Regions from separate parts of the Mus musculus genome. Here all the other regions are linked to region 5. Evidence: chromatin contacts called from public promoter capture Hi-C data. All regions are on one chromosome and are shown on one strand. The core of a region is the stretch at or near the end of the contact, and the rest is flanking DNA. Distances in the headings are between cores, read along the strand shown.

Region 1 (2,700 bases), core at 10-2,509, 1.2 Mb before region 5:
TGGAACAGATGTTGCATTCCACTCACCAGTGATCCCAAGATCCTGGGTGTGCTAGGGCCCGCTGAGTTCACGCCCAAGATCGAAAATCTATTTCAAATAATAATATAAAAAGCTTGAGATGTTGAGCTGGTTTATCTTGGACATTGGATGATTTAGGGAGAGGGATCTGCTCTTATTTTATATTTAGAATCCACTAACTTTGAGAGGAATTTTTTTCCCCAGTTCTGGTCTTACAAAAGTTCTATGGCCTCAACTAAACAGAAACTTCAGCAGCCATTTTCATCTTACATCCAGTCAAACTTTACATTTTATAAACAAAGAGTGTTAAAGAGCACTATAAGAAATATGGGATGTAGGGCTACAGAGACAGCCTGGTGGTTAAGAGCACTTGTTGATCTTGCAGAGGACCCAGGTCCCAGCACTTACATGATGTCTCTCAACCATCAGTAACTCAGTCCTGAGCAGCCAGAGCCCTCTACTGCCTCTTCCTGTGGTAGGCACACACTACCTATACATCCATGTACATATATATACAAGTGAAAAAAACCATTCACACACATACAACAAAAAATAAATCTTAAAAACTATAAATGATGCAGATAAAAACTTGAAAGACATTTAACACATACATTAAATAAAGGATAACTGTTTCAAACACTGGACAACCAGACAGACAGCACACACCAGCTGATATGAGGGCACCAACATACATAGAGTAGAGCACTTCCAGGTTTATGTTCATTCAGAGATGATGCACCTAACCCTCAAGAGACTGGAGGCCCCAGGCAGTTTAGAGGTCACAGGGGGTGGAGGGTGGGGATATCCATGTGGGTGTGGTAGGGAGGAGGTGTGGGATGTGGAGCAGTTGGAGGGTGGGAGGGGAGGGGCGGGGAGTGTAAAAAATGAATTCCATATAAAATTAAATTTAAAAAAGTCTAGACAATACTCTACTACTAAGAAACAAGCATTCTTACAGAGAGTTAACAAATCTAAAAGTCAGCTTAAATAAAAGAGGCAGTTTGTCACATTAGACTGTTCTTTTTGCACGACTTTATAGAAAGATTTCTATTCAAATGTATGTGCTTACATATGTAAAGATTTTCTGTTTTACTTTAAAACTCAGTATTAACATTTAGACTCTGTTTTAGAAGAAAAGAGTTTGAAGTTGTTTTGACAGTTAACAGGAGGGTGGCTGTTACTGCCTAGTTACTATTTTACTGGACAATATGAAACACATGCCACGGTGCACAGCTGAGTCCCCAGGGGAAAGCTGAATGATGATTCTTACTTGCAGCTGAGGGAGAGAGGAACGCATGAGAACTCAGGTCCTGCAGAGAGAAGGAAGCAGACTGGTTGCTATGGCAACCTTCTTACACTACTGAAAGGACACCTAAAACTGACATCAATTTCTCCGGCTACAGTTAAGTTCTGACCTTACCTTATTAAAATAGTTTATTGTAATAATAAACTTAATATTTGAAATTACTTAGTTCCTCAATTTAGGCCTAGTTATTTTAACTTACTTGCTTATATAACCAAAACCCCATTAGCAGCAAAGGAAGGAAAAAAAAATCACCATTCATTCCCTCTATGACTTTGAAACTTTATTAAAAATTTCTTTTCTATCTCTTTCATTCATTCCTTTAATCTTTTACAAGGATAGTAAATTAAGTAGAATATAATTTTGTAAAATATGCCAGTCTATTATAATTAGTTTTTAGTGTTTCATACTTCTTCTAAGCAAATAAGGTCTTCATGAAAAAATAAATGTATGAAGGAATTTTAAAATAACTTAACACAATGCAGTGTGCTTGACTTTTCAATCGCTTAGCATGCATGGCGCATAAAGAAGGAAGTAACTGCTCATGACGCAGCACACCGACTGTCAACAGCTGAGGGACTCATGGGCATGAGCGAGTTGGTCCTTCTACAAGTCACTTAAGATGTAAGTGTTCTACCTGATTCATGATCTTGGAAGTCTGCCCTCTAATTTGTTGCTAAGAGTACAATAAACACATACAAAAAATCAGGATGGGATATACAAGCCACTAACATGAATTTTCTTCCCTAGCTTTATCTTTTAAAATAACAGAGGATGCACAAAACCCAGGGAAGGTCCTGAGCCTCCTGAGGAAGGTGAGAGGTTCAGGAGGAATAGCTGCTCAAACGTTTACAGGACGCACTGTCCAGCAGGAGGGTCTAAGAACAGTTAAGTATTCACAAAGGCACTGGGGAAAGAGAACACGAGCCAGCTGTTTTCCATCTCCAATGAGGGTATGAGAGAAAACAGACAAATCAAAGCTGAGCTTTCAGTTAAACAAAAAGAAGAGAGTAATAAACATGTTAATTGTATCTATGGAAATCTTTCTTTGGAGGCCTTAGAAGATATTCATTTGCATAAGGAAGGAGAGTATTTCTGTGTTCAGCTTCTGTTTTGTGGTAGTAAAACATACAGCACAATCAACATGCACTGGCCTACACTACACCAAACACCCTCAGGCCCAGGACATACGTGCCCATAGGGAGCTCCAAACTACTGTAACCTCACCGTACACAGGATACCTACTGCCTCTATAGAGAAAAGTGGAGGTTTCTAATGGCCCAGAAATACTATGGGTATTTGCAACAAGCCACATGAGAGGTATAGTTCATGTTGTATTTACTGCTATGTCTTGGCAAAATTAAACTTACTAGTCAAGG
Region 2 (2,700 bases), core at 21-2,520, 1.0 Mb before region 5:
AGTGAAACACAATAATGAACATTAGGGGGCTGGAGAGATAGGTCAGTGGTCAGAAATGCTCGCTACTCTGAGGACCCAAATTTGGTTCCCAGCGCCCATATCAAACTGCTCATTCCTGCCTAAGATACAGCCGCAGAGAACCCAGTGCACTATAACCCCGGCAGGCAGACCCACACGCATTTGTCCACTAACACAGAGAACCATACATCCACAAATAAGATGTAAATTAAAAAGGAAGATAAGTGCATTAGGCAGACCTGGCAAGTGGCTCTGTAGGGAAAGATAGCTGCAGCCAGGTCTGATGACATTAGTGCAATCTCCCAGAACCCACAATCAGAAGAGAGAACCGAGTGCTGCAGGTTGTCCTAAGGTCTCCATTTATATGTTGTACAAGCATGAGCACATGCAAACACATGCACACACACACACACACACACACACACAATCAATCAATCAATAAATAAATAAAATGAAATTTAAAATTAAAGAAAGCACTTTGGAATGTAATTACTAGGCACTTTCTGGCACTGTACTACTGCAGTGAGAAGTGGTTTTACTTCTCATTTATACTTACTGAATATTTATAGTCTTTCAGGTAATTACTCGGGAATTAGACCAGAAAACTAAAGCTTATGTGATTTACTCAATTACCTTGGGAATAAATGCAAAAGAGAATCAAACCAAAGTCTCTCTAACGTATAATAGTGTTAGGAAACTATTAAATAAAATGCAAACAATAATTTTATTAATTCTGGCATGAAGTGAGAGATGTTTCTTAAGGATATCCATTTATAAATATTCACAAAAGAGTCTATCATCAGATCCACTTGAGCAAGTTTAAGTGACTTGGTGTGTTGTGTTTTGACCTCGGTGCTGAGTACTGAAGGAACTTAGGCAAGCTCTGAAGTTGCAACAAGGCCAGGATATACTAGAGATAACCAGATGTCGGGAGGCAAGCGTAAGAACATAAGCAACAGAAAGCAAGGGTACTTGGCGTCATCAGAACCCAATTCTCCCACCATAGCAAGTCCTGGATACCCCAACACACCAGAAAAGCAAGATTCAGATCTAAAATCACTTCTCATGATGATAATAGAGGGCTTTAAGAAGGACATAAATAACTCCAGTAAAGAAATACAGAAGAGCACAGGTAAACAACTAGAGGCCCTTAAAGAGGAAACACAAAAACCAAACCAAACAAATGAAAGTATTCTACAAAGTACCCAAATCATGAGTCACTGCCACACACTCCTCCGTGCTATCTGTTTATAAAGAGCATGAAGTAGAGAATAAGAGAATGTAGTGACACAGGTCTTAAAACACGTGATCCAGCAGCCACACTACTGAGCATGTACACAAGGAAAACAAAGCCAGTGCTCTGCGCTCTCATTCCTTATATCACTATGTACAATCACCAATACACAGAAATAACCTAACTAGTAAACACATAAAGAAAGGTAATGTCACTCTAAAGACAATGCCATTTCACCATGGAGAAGCATGAAATCTGCCATGTGCACGAAGAGGGATGAAACTGGACACCACTAGGAACTGAAAGGGTCAATGTAGGGGAGGGGACCGTGACAGAAAACTTGGTAAGGTCGACTGGATTCAGAAACCCCGGCACCCACCTGAGGACAGTAGGTGTTTCATCTACTACAGAAAAACCTACTCAAGATTCCTGGCCTGGAACATGTGACCATGACTCCTCACATAAAGAACTGGCAACTGGTCACATAGCACAGAACACAAGAGTTCTCCATGCTAATGAGGTATCTAGATGGGCCCTGAGGGTTTAGCCAAAAGCCTCCCTTCCTGAACATTCCTTCCTCAAAAGGTATTTAATCTCTGGTCCACCCTAATGAAACTGTATTCTACACAATGAACAATCAATAAACAGTTTGGAACCAAGGACTGTCTCTCTCATCAAGAACCGACGTGGGGGAAAGCCTTCACCATATAGAGCCACTTAGGCACTCTGTCTGGACTCCTCCCCAACAGTTAACTGGCAACAGCCAGGTTTGCTCCGCCCCACAGTTAGCAACAACCAGGTAGGCCTGGCCCACTATAAAAGGGGCTGCTTGCCCCTTCTCCTCTCTTACTCTCTTGTTCTCTTACTCTCTTGCCCCTTGCTCCCCCACTCTCCCCACCCTAATCCCCCCTCTCTCCACATAGTCATGGCCAGCCTCTACTTCTCGACTCTCTCCTTCTCTCTGCCTTTCTCTGCCCCTACTACTCTCTTAACTCCCCTCCCCATGCCCTAAATAAACTCTATTCTATACTATACAGTCTTGTGGCTGGTTCCTCAGGGGAAGAGATGCCTAGGCATGGACCCACAGAGACATTCCCTTCCCCCATACCTCACCACATCATCTTAGAACATATCTTAATTGCGCTTTATCTTTTTACAATCACAACATTGCTTAAGTATCCTGCAGAAGGCCCCTCTGCGCTCCCAGACACTCTCCACGAAGCAAAGCTGGAGTCCCCCCACAACCCCATCCCCACCAGGACTCCTCTTCACCAGCCTGCACCCCCTTTCCCGATTCCTTGAACTTCCAAGCAGCGTCTGGGTGTCCAGGAGTTAAGAAACATCAGCTTTGGCCTCAGCCTACATAGTTTCTCACCCAGGCTAGGGGTCCCCAATGTAGGCTGTGTTCTCCCACCCCTGAGCAGTGCACTGGCACTTCCTGCAAGTCC
Region 3 (2,700 bases), core at 183-2,682, 1.2 Mb before region 5:
AAAGATTAAACCAAGAGGTTGTAGTTGCATAGCTCTAGGCTGTATGGAAATGAAGACAACTGAGAGTCAGAATTCTCCGAGGCTCTGAGCTCTTCACTGTGGAGCCACTGTGCCAAGAAACACATTAAACATTCAGTTTTGAATCAAGAGGAATACGTTTTTACCTTTTATTTGAGATAGAAGATTAGATTCTAATCTTTTTGGTTTTCATTCAGATGAGCACTACAGGTATATTTTTGCAAGTCTGTGAATACTTAATTTAAAAGCTATGGACAGCAACCTAAGGGCTCTGACCATGCAAAATGTTTTATAAACAGTTCCATGTGTACTGTTCATCTGGAACCTCACTAGAGATGGATAATGACCTTGTATTTTGTACTCATTTATTCAGAATTAGCCAAACCTTCTGTTTTTAATTACATACTTAATTTACCTAGCATGGTCTAATTACAGAAAACAAAACATCATTTAAACAAAAAGGTGGCCTTGAACTTAATCTATCAAAACACCAGTTAGTTTAAAAAGTTTTCAGCTCTTAACAAACTGCCAAGACATGCAATAGCAATTTTCCAAATGTGATCATACGCTTTTACAGCAAAAGGTTTACTGCATAATCAAACATCTGCATATACTCTAAAACTTCAACATGTTGCTTCACTGTTAATACACATTTCCTTAAACTGTGATAGACTTTAAAAATCTTAAAGCTAAAGTTCATACTACAGAATAATTTTTAAATATCCAAGGTCAGTTTGGCTTTGAAATGTCAAATTATCATAACCATGGCTACTTATTGACAAAATGATCTAGAACTCTATGCAAACTCCTATGTGGGATTTTTCCTTAGCATCCTTCTCTGCGGTATTGTAGCATAGCACGTGTCTCTCAAAGACAGCTTACAATGCTGAATTGTTAGTATTGGTTGAAGAATCTGTCCTTGACTGCAGATGTCATAAAAGCACAGTTTGTGCCTTTTGTCTATAATCCCAATGTGCAGCATACACCTCAATGCACACATGCTGAATTATGATGCGGTAAGAAACTATCTCCCCAAGTGGGTTACAGGATCTTATATATAGAAAATCCTAAGAAAGCAACCAATAGTATTCAAACAACAGATGAGTTTTAAGGGTTTCAGAGTTCAATATAGCAAACTATGTTTCTACACAGTGGCAATGAATAAAACTGAGAAAAACAATTCTATTTAATAAATTTAATAACAGTATCAAAATCAGTAAGGCATACAGTAATAAGCTTAACAAAGCAAGTATGAAATTTCTACTCTGAAAACTAAAAAGCATTACTGAAAACATATCAAAGAAAAACAAACTGCATAGGAGAGCAAAACAGGTCCATGGGTTGAGATCAGTCATGTGCCCATCCTGATCTACAGACCAACAACAGGAACTACTTCGTGGTTACATGTGCATGAGGTGTCTGAGAGGGAAACTCGGAGACGCTGAAAACAGAATGGCAGTTGCCAGGTGCTGGACTGAGGAAGGGAGAGTTGTTTAATGGGCAAACAGTTTCAGATTTGTAAGAAATAAACACAAACATATTCAATACAACTGAACTGAATGTGTGCAAATTGTTAAAATGATAATTTTTGTAACCAAAATTCTCAAAAATGATTTAAAGAAAATCCAGTAAAACAATATTTTTAAAGAACAAAACTAGAAGATATAATACTACTCAATTTAAAAACTTTCTACAGAGTTAGAATAACTAAGACAGTACAAGCCAGTGGAACAAACCAGACTGCCTGGAGAAAAATATAGGTGTGGTCAATTGATTTGAGAAGGTCCTAAGCTTACTCAAGGGAGAAGGACTAGTTTTTTCAATAAATGGTTCTGAGGCAACTGGCTCTAAACAACATGGAGAAGAATAAAATTTGATGCTGACTTCATATCATATACAAAGACAGATGCCCAAGTTTAAGCAACAGCACAAAGCATGAGTATAAACTTCTGTGACAATAGAATCTCGCCATTGGCACCAAAAGCACACAAAGAAAGATCAAACCATTAGAGTTTAAACCTAATTTTAAAATTCGAGTTTTGGTTTCCTTAAAACAAAACAAAACGAAACCCCACAGAGATAGTGTGGGAATATGCTTTCCTTTAAATCCCAGGTATGAGATATGGGCCCTCAGCTGTGCACAGCAGCACTCTATGGCTTCTTGGCGCTTTAGCAGGATTTTGCCGGGGGCTGATAGTTTCTGTGACTGTGTGATGTTTGGAATTCTGGGGACTTTTTCAAAAGGTATGTAAATGCTAGGGTCTTGAGAGGTAGGGTAGATTCAACAATGGGGTTGGTTGGTTGTTGTTGTTAGAAGTTTGTTAAGTGTGCAATGAAGAAAGAAGAAGAAGAAATTAAATATACGGATGGAAAAGATTAAATATCTCCAAGAACTCAACACTCCAAATCAGCAGTACGTAGTTTAAAGATAAGTTGCCCCTTTCCTCTCCATCCTTTTCTCTCCCCTATCTAGTGTTAGGAAGTTGAAAGGGTAGAGAAGGGTGGAAAAAAGAAGAACCTGAAAAGTAGCCAAATACTGGCTACAGGATGAGGCTGGAGAGATGGCTTAGTAATTAAGAGCACTCATTGCTCTTCCAGATGCCGAGTTCAGTTCAATGCCCCATGTGCTGTGCCTCACCACTGCCTGTAACGGCAGATCTAGGGCACCTGACACCCTCTTCT
Region 4 (2,700 bases), core at 157-2,656, 1.1 Mb before region 5:
TCTCTGTGTACATGTAATAACACAAACACATTTGTCATCCTGTGTCCCTCTTACAGTTATAAACCTTATCATCATTTTAAAATTTGTGCATATACAACTTAATACTTTTGTTATATAAGTACCTTGCAAAAGGCTGGATGCATTTCATTTATTGTTATATCTCAATGTCTAAAACACTGTGAGGAAAAAGCACTTACAAATGAGACAGGGCTGGGAGGGTAACTCAGCAGTAGTAAGCTGTTTGCCTCACAAGCCCAATGCTCTGAGTTTGATACCCAGCACTAAAAGACAAATGAATAAATAATGAATAAATCACTATACCTACATCTTAGCCTTTCTCAGGGGGGACTTAAAATATATAAAATCTTACAAAGAGATGGAACTGGATAGCTAAATAAAATGAATATTATATGTATATACACATATACATTCATAAACACACACGTTAGCTGGCTTTCTTAGGAAGATAGAAGACTTGGCAGGAAATGATTTAACTTCAGAAAGAATAAAATTTATATGAGTCATTGACAAACAAGTCAATCCACCTTGAAAGACTAGTAAGTACCAACAACTATGTGAAAAATGTTATAATAAAACCACATAATTAGGCCCAGAGAACAGGACTATCTTGCCAGTATTTGTTGTCATTGGCAAACATCCATATTAACTCAGCTTCCCCAATTCAAAATACAAATGGAATAGTGAATTGCCAACTCACTGGAGAGAAAGACTGTATTACAATCTGGGTTCATATTAAAGTTACCTCATTCTTTTCAACTTAGATCTGACCTACAGGAAAATTTTTAACAGATTCTACTGGACAAGTGCCATAGTAAAGTTTAAAATTAGCATTTCAGATGCTAACCTAAAGGATTTCCATTTTATTTCTCAAAACCAAACTAGGCTAAAAATAAAATATGATGAATTATGAGTATAAAGTGAATAAAAGAAACATTTTGTCAGGGAAAAAGAAAAGTGCAACACTGGTCCCTTCTCTCGTTTCTTTTGATTTCATTCATGCGTGGCCTGAGTCAGGGCTGAACACATGGCAGCTGTAAACTGATGAAGCTGATACTGCCCCTCTTCCCTTCAGTTCCATTATGGAAACCTACACACACGAACATGCACAACAGGGCTTCATGTAGCCCAGGCTTCAAACTTTCTATGTATCTAAAATAGCCTTGAACTCTGGTCCTCCTGCCTCTACCTCCTGGGTGCTAGGGTTCCAGGTGTACAGTACCACATTCATTGACTTACCCCATCATTGTAAGAACTCTTTCCCTGAAGACATGTGAATAATTGAGTCCCTGTCCCTTATAGGTCATCCACCATAACTTAAGTAGGATGCACCAAAGTCCAAGTTGGGAAGCCAATAAGTTTATTGGGCATGAGTCAGGGTGGGTTATACATAGAAGCCTGACTATGAAAAATACTCACTGCATGATGTATATCCACTTCTCCACATCTGACAGACAGAGACCTGCCCTTGTAAACCTCCCAATACCATGAGGCCACATGCAATTGGAGCAGTACGACATATGGTGGCTGGGAGGTACAGAAGAGTGTAGACAGACTCTCAGGTGAGAGTCTGATGGCCCACTCTTCTTCCTCTTCCTCCTCCTCCTCCTCTCAGGGGTCTCTTATAAGAAGTCACAGCTAGCTGCTCTGATGAACACTCTGGCCGCTGTGCTCAGAAGGTGGTACTCCACAATGAACAGAGACATGTCTCCCTTCTGAGTTACTACATGTGCAAAGAAAATCGAAATACTCCCATTTTATACAAGAGCGTTAACTTCATTAATACCTGCATGTCACAAAACATTGCATTTCCTTTACAAAAAAAAATGCACTAGCTGCTGTACATCTGTGTCAATAAACTCATAATTAGAAAAGTCACCCAAATATAATGAAATGTCTGAGCTTGGGGTTTACTGGGTGGTGGGAAAGCTCAGGATGTTCTCAATGGAGACTGTTTAGAGGAGAGATGGAAGAAACTGTAAGTAACAACGTAACACTGAGCAGAAAGGGGGCAAAGATAAATACCTAGAAGCACATACAAATAAAGTGTGGCTAAAACGAAAGGCACGGAAACAGAAAGATACTCAGAGCCAAAGGCCTTCTATAACACTCTTAAGAATCTGACTACTAACTAGCCTCACACTTGTAAAACTGCTTCCTGATGGAGAGGTTTTGAAGGGAACAGGATGATCTGTGTGACTTAGGATGATAAATCTAGCAGTGTTGTGAAATTGACTCTGGAGAAGACAAAATGGAGGACTACTATTTAGAGTGATGTAGAAATGCAGAGGGAAAAATACTAAGTCCGAAAAATGGGAATAAAGAACTCCTAGAAGAGTAATGCATTTAGTAAGTACTGAGTAATGGAAGTCTGAATTATCTCTAGCTATGGGGACTGGGCAGGAAGAAAATGTCAATAGAACTTGACTAATAAAACTGGAAGATTAGACAAAAGCTATTTTCCAGACTCTTGAATTTGGCAACTGGTAGTATGAAAAACAATGGAAGATACTGAATTAAAGCTTGAAACAAATGTGTGAATATTAGATTTTAAGTGTCTCAACAATATAGAAAATAATTATCTAGACAGGAACTAAAAATGAGTACAGGACTCAAGATCGACAGCCATGGGGGTGGGGGAAATCAAGAAATGAGACATCAAAGAAGTCAAAAGAGGCAAGG
Region 5 (2,700 bases), core at 75-2,574:
TTTGCACTGCTCTCACCAGATACCCAGGCTCGGTTCCCAGCTCACATCCTCATGTTCAATAGTGTCTCTATGTATGTCTCTATGGGCACTGTACTCATGCACATACACAGACATACATAATTAAAAATAAATCAGAAAAAAACCACTATGTTTTTTCTTTTTAACATTTATTTGTGGGTGACACACATGCAAACATAGCATGCCATAGAAGTCATTTCTCTCGTTCGGCCACATGGACTTAGACATGTATGGTATGTAAGTTAAATATGTAGTTTAAATATTACAAAATAACCTGCTACAAAAACCACAAGATCCGAGGCTCACTGCTATAAAGCAAAGTGATTTTTAAGCCTCTTCCGCTTTTGGGCAGTTTTGACTTCTGATCCCCTGTGCTTATGACTAACTTCTGCGCATGCCTGGTAGGACAAGATGATTAAGCTCTGCTTTCTACAAATTGCTCCAAATAGTAAGTTACAATGTTTCCTCTCATAAATCACTTTCTCCTGAAAAAATATTAATTCAATCAATTTGCGAAAGTTAGAGCATGTGCATTTACTGTATTGTATTGAATTTTATTCCATGTGAAATTTATTCTAAAAGTGACCTGTTCTGCCACTTCACCACTAGGTGCCTCACCAGCATAAGATTTGGGAAATGGAAGCTAAAAACCGTTGGGAATAAAGTAGGAGCCCTGATACACGCTCCCTACTTGGGAAAACCAGAGACTCTGTCGCTGCCTTCATCCTCATCTTGCTTATACACCAAAATGCCTGCTTCAAACTTTGAAAATTATTCATGCAACCACAGGCTGATGAATCAAACAAACCTTTTGATGGCAAAAAAAAAAAAAAGTTCTGATAAATCACTCAGAACTCCTATCTACAAAGACTTACGCAAAATAAAAAAAAATAAAAATAAAAAAAAAAGACTTACGCCCTATACAAGTCAGAAAACTGCTTCGTTAAACCGATGCTCTCATTAAAGTGGAATATCTTACCACCAGTCAACCTTGAGTTCTTAAGACATGTCAAAGTAAGGTAGGCTTCCAAACAACAAAGTCTGTCATCTTTGCCTTTAAAGTTCATGCCGAGGTACCACCACTTAAGAGAAAAACCTCAACAATTAACGGAGCCCGGAGCAGCGCCGGGACGGCTTCAGGAGGGGCAGCGGCTGGGAAGGTCAAGTCGCTCGGAATCTCTCCGCCCCGCAGCAGCCGCACTCTCCGGCCTCTCTCCAGCCAGTCTTGGACCTGGGGGAATCTCCCGACTAGAGACCAGAGATGCCCCCCCACCGGAGCTGCCGAGCCGTCTGCTGCGGGCGGGACTAACGGTCGTCACCCGGACGTGCGGGCGGGCGTGCGGGCGGGAGACGCCCCTGGGAGGAGGGCGGAGCGGCTGCGGGCCGGCGCACCTGGGCCGCGCCGCCCACCTGAGCCGGGAGCCTCGGCCGAGCCCGCCCCTGCCACCTTTCCCCGCCCAGGGCACCACCCTCCCCACCTTCCGTCTGAGCGCTCGCCCCGCCTCCCCGCCCTCATCCCTTCGCAGCTCCGCCCTGCTCCATCCAGCTCTCTGTTGGTCCCTGCATCACTGCGTGCGACCAGACTGGAGGGACGCATCGGTTAGAAAACCTGCAGTGCCAGGCATCATCCCTGGAAGTGTTTCGCCCGATGTACAAAGTCAAAGAATCCTATCAACAGCTTTGGATAGTAAAGGCGTAAATACAGCATAAGGACGGAGAGGTTGACTTCCTAACTATTTGATTTTGGGTTAAGAGAGTGGCAGTGGTCCCTGGGAGTCCACTTGAACTTGTTAGGTAGCCAAGACTGTCCTGGAACTCCTGATTTTCCTGCCTTCATCTTCCAATGGCTAGGATTACAGGAGTGCCCCAATAAACCCAGCAACACCCCCCAACTTTGGTTTTGGTTTTGTGTGTGTGTGTGTGTGTGTGTGTGTGTGTGTGTGTGTGTGTGTGTGTGTGTGTTTAAGACCGTGTCACATGAAGTCCAGGCTGGACTTGAACTCCCGATCCTCCTCATTCCACCTTCCAAGTTCTGGCGTGTGCCACCACACCTGGTTAATGATTTTTTTTAAAAATAGTTTATGATTTTGCCCTCGTTTCTACAGTGAACAAATATATAAATTTTGTGAATAGACAAAAAAGAAAAAAGTTGTGAGTCACACCTCTATAGTCTCTGCAGTCAGGAGGCAGAGGATCTCCATAGAGACCAGCCATGTCTACATACCAAGTTTCAGGTCAGCCTAAGCTACATAGCCACTGACCTGAAAAAAAAAAAAAAAAAACCAACAAAACAAAAGTTATGAATAAATGAGTGACTGTGTTTATTGGTTTCAGACATTCCTTTTTAGGGATCAGAAACAGCCAAGAACCTATCACACCAAATACATTTAAAGTCTTGGCTTTCATTCAGTGTTCCAAGAATGCACAGCCTGACCCCCATCGCCTGTCTAGCTGGTCTTCTCCGAGCAGAGACTCTTTTCTTCCTGGGACCACTGCAACAAGACATTCCACCTAGGCAGTGTTCAAAGTTTTATCTTCTCCAAATTGACACAGGTCTCAATCAGAACCTCAGCTGCCACCTTTAAGCTAGTAACAACCACTACCCTCTTCTCTGAGGATTCTCCTTAGCGTTGACAAATAGGCTTAAAATACCCAAACTCAAAAGTAAGCTCAAGCTACATG

Evidence for each region. Promoter capture Hi-C pulls out the DNA fragments that hold promoters and counts their contacts.
Region 1: a promoter capture Hi-C map of maxillary cranial neural crest shows a contact between it and region 5. The contact joins the enhancer-like site here to the promoter of Fbxo43 in region 5. A contact is called at or near these places in 13 of 39 promoter capture datasets (the C10 cell line, the HPC-7 cell line, HPC-7-derived erythroid cells and 9 more), 9 of 484 Hi-C or Micro-C datasets (CD8 T cells, cardiomyocytes, cranial neural crest and 4 more), 2 of 115 datasets of contacts at active chromatin or transcription factors (fibro-adipogenic progenitors and large pre-B cells) and 2 of 9 other capture datasets (liver and macrophages).
Region 2: a contact with region 5 is called in a promoter capture Hi-C map of liver, with 4 times the contacts expected there. The contact joins the enhancer-like site here to the promoter of Fbxo43 in region 5. A contact is called at or near these places in 8 of 39 promoter capture datasets (3T3-L1-derived adipocytes, the C10 cell line, HPC-7-derived erythroid cells and 4 more).
Region 3: a promoter capture Hi-C map of pre-B cells shows a contact between it and region 5, with 5 times the contacts expected there. The contact joins the enhancer-like site here to the promoter of Fbxo43 in region 5. A contact is called at or near these places in 11 of 39 promoter capture datasets (the C10 cell line, HPC-7-derived erythroid cells, cranial neural crest and 8 more), 2 of 115 datasets of contacts at active chromatin or transcription factors (T-cell acute lymphoblastic leukemia and large pre-B cells) and 3 of 9 other capture datasets (adipose tissue, liver and macrophages).
Region 4: a promoter capture Hi-C map of cranial neural crest shows a contact between it and region 5, with 5 times the contacts expected there. The contact joins the enhancer-like site here to the promoter of Fbxo43 in region 5. A contact is called at or near these places in 6 of 39 promoter capture datasets (cranial neural crest, embryonic stem cells, fetal liver and 3 more) and 2 of 9 other capture datasets (adipose tissue and macrophages).

What each region holds. Positions count from the first base shown.
Region 1 is chr15:34,951,697-34,954,396 of GRCm38.p6, forward strand. All of the region lies in intron 9 of Stk3 (serine/threonine kinase 3), which reads right to left. Among named protein-coding and RNA genes, the nearest start is that of Gm52204, 43 kb to the left of the region's middle. Within about 2 kb of position 1,260, at least 23 of the 459 cell types and tissues checked have an H3K27ac peak or open chromatin away from gene starts, as enhancers often do.
Region 2 is chr15:35,133,696-35,136,395 of GRCm38.p6, forward strand. The region is part of intron 1 of Stk3 (serine/threonine kinase 3); the gene reads right to left. Among named protein-coding and RNA genes, the nearest start is that of Stk3, 21 kb to the right of the region's middle. Within about 2 kb of position 1,271, at least 9 of the 459 cell types and tissues checked have an H3K27ac peak or open chromatin away from gene starts, as enhancers often do.
Region 3 is chr15:34,914,524-34,917,223 of GRCm38.p6, forward strand. The region is part of intron 10 of Stk3 (serine/threonine kinase 3); the gene reads right to left. The region is part of intron 1 of Gm52204 (a long non-coding RNA gene); the gene reads left to right. Among named protein-coding and RNA genes, the nearest start is that of Gm52204, 5.6 kb to the left of the region's middle. Within about 2 kb of position 1,433, at least 16 of the 459 cell types and tissues checked have an H3K27ac peak or open chromatin away from gene starts, as enhancers often do. A contact at or near this core is called in T-cell acute lymphoblastic leukemia and pre-B cells, where this site is marked.
Region 4 is chr15:35,020,350-35,023,049 of GRCm38.p6, forward strand. All of the region lies in intron 6 of Stk3 (serine/threonine kinase 3), which reads right to left. Among named protein-coding and RNA genes, the nearest start is that of Gm52204, 110 kb to the left of the region's middle. Within about 2 kb of position 1,407, at least 37 of the 459 cell types and tissues checked have an H3K27ac peak or open chromatin away from gene starts, as enhancers often do.
Region 5 is chr15:36,163,537-36,166,236 of GRCm38.p6, forward strand. Fbxo43 (F-box protein 43) reads right to left here and starts at 1,325. Exons shown (of 5, transcript NM_001081253.2): 1 at 934-1,325.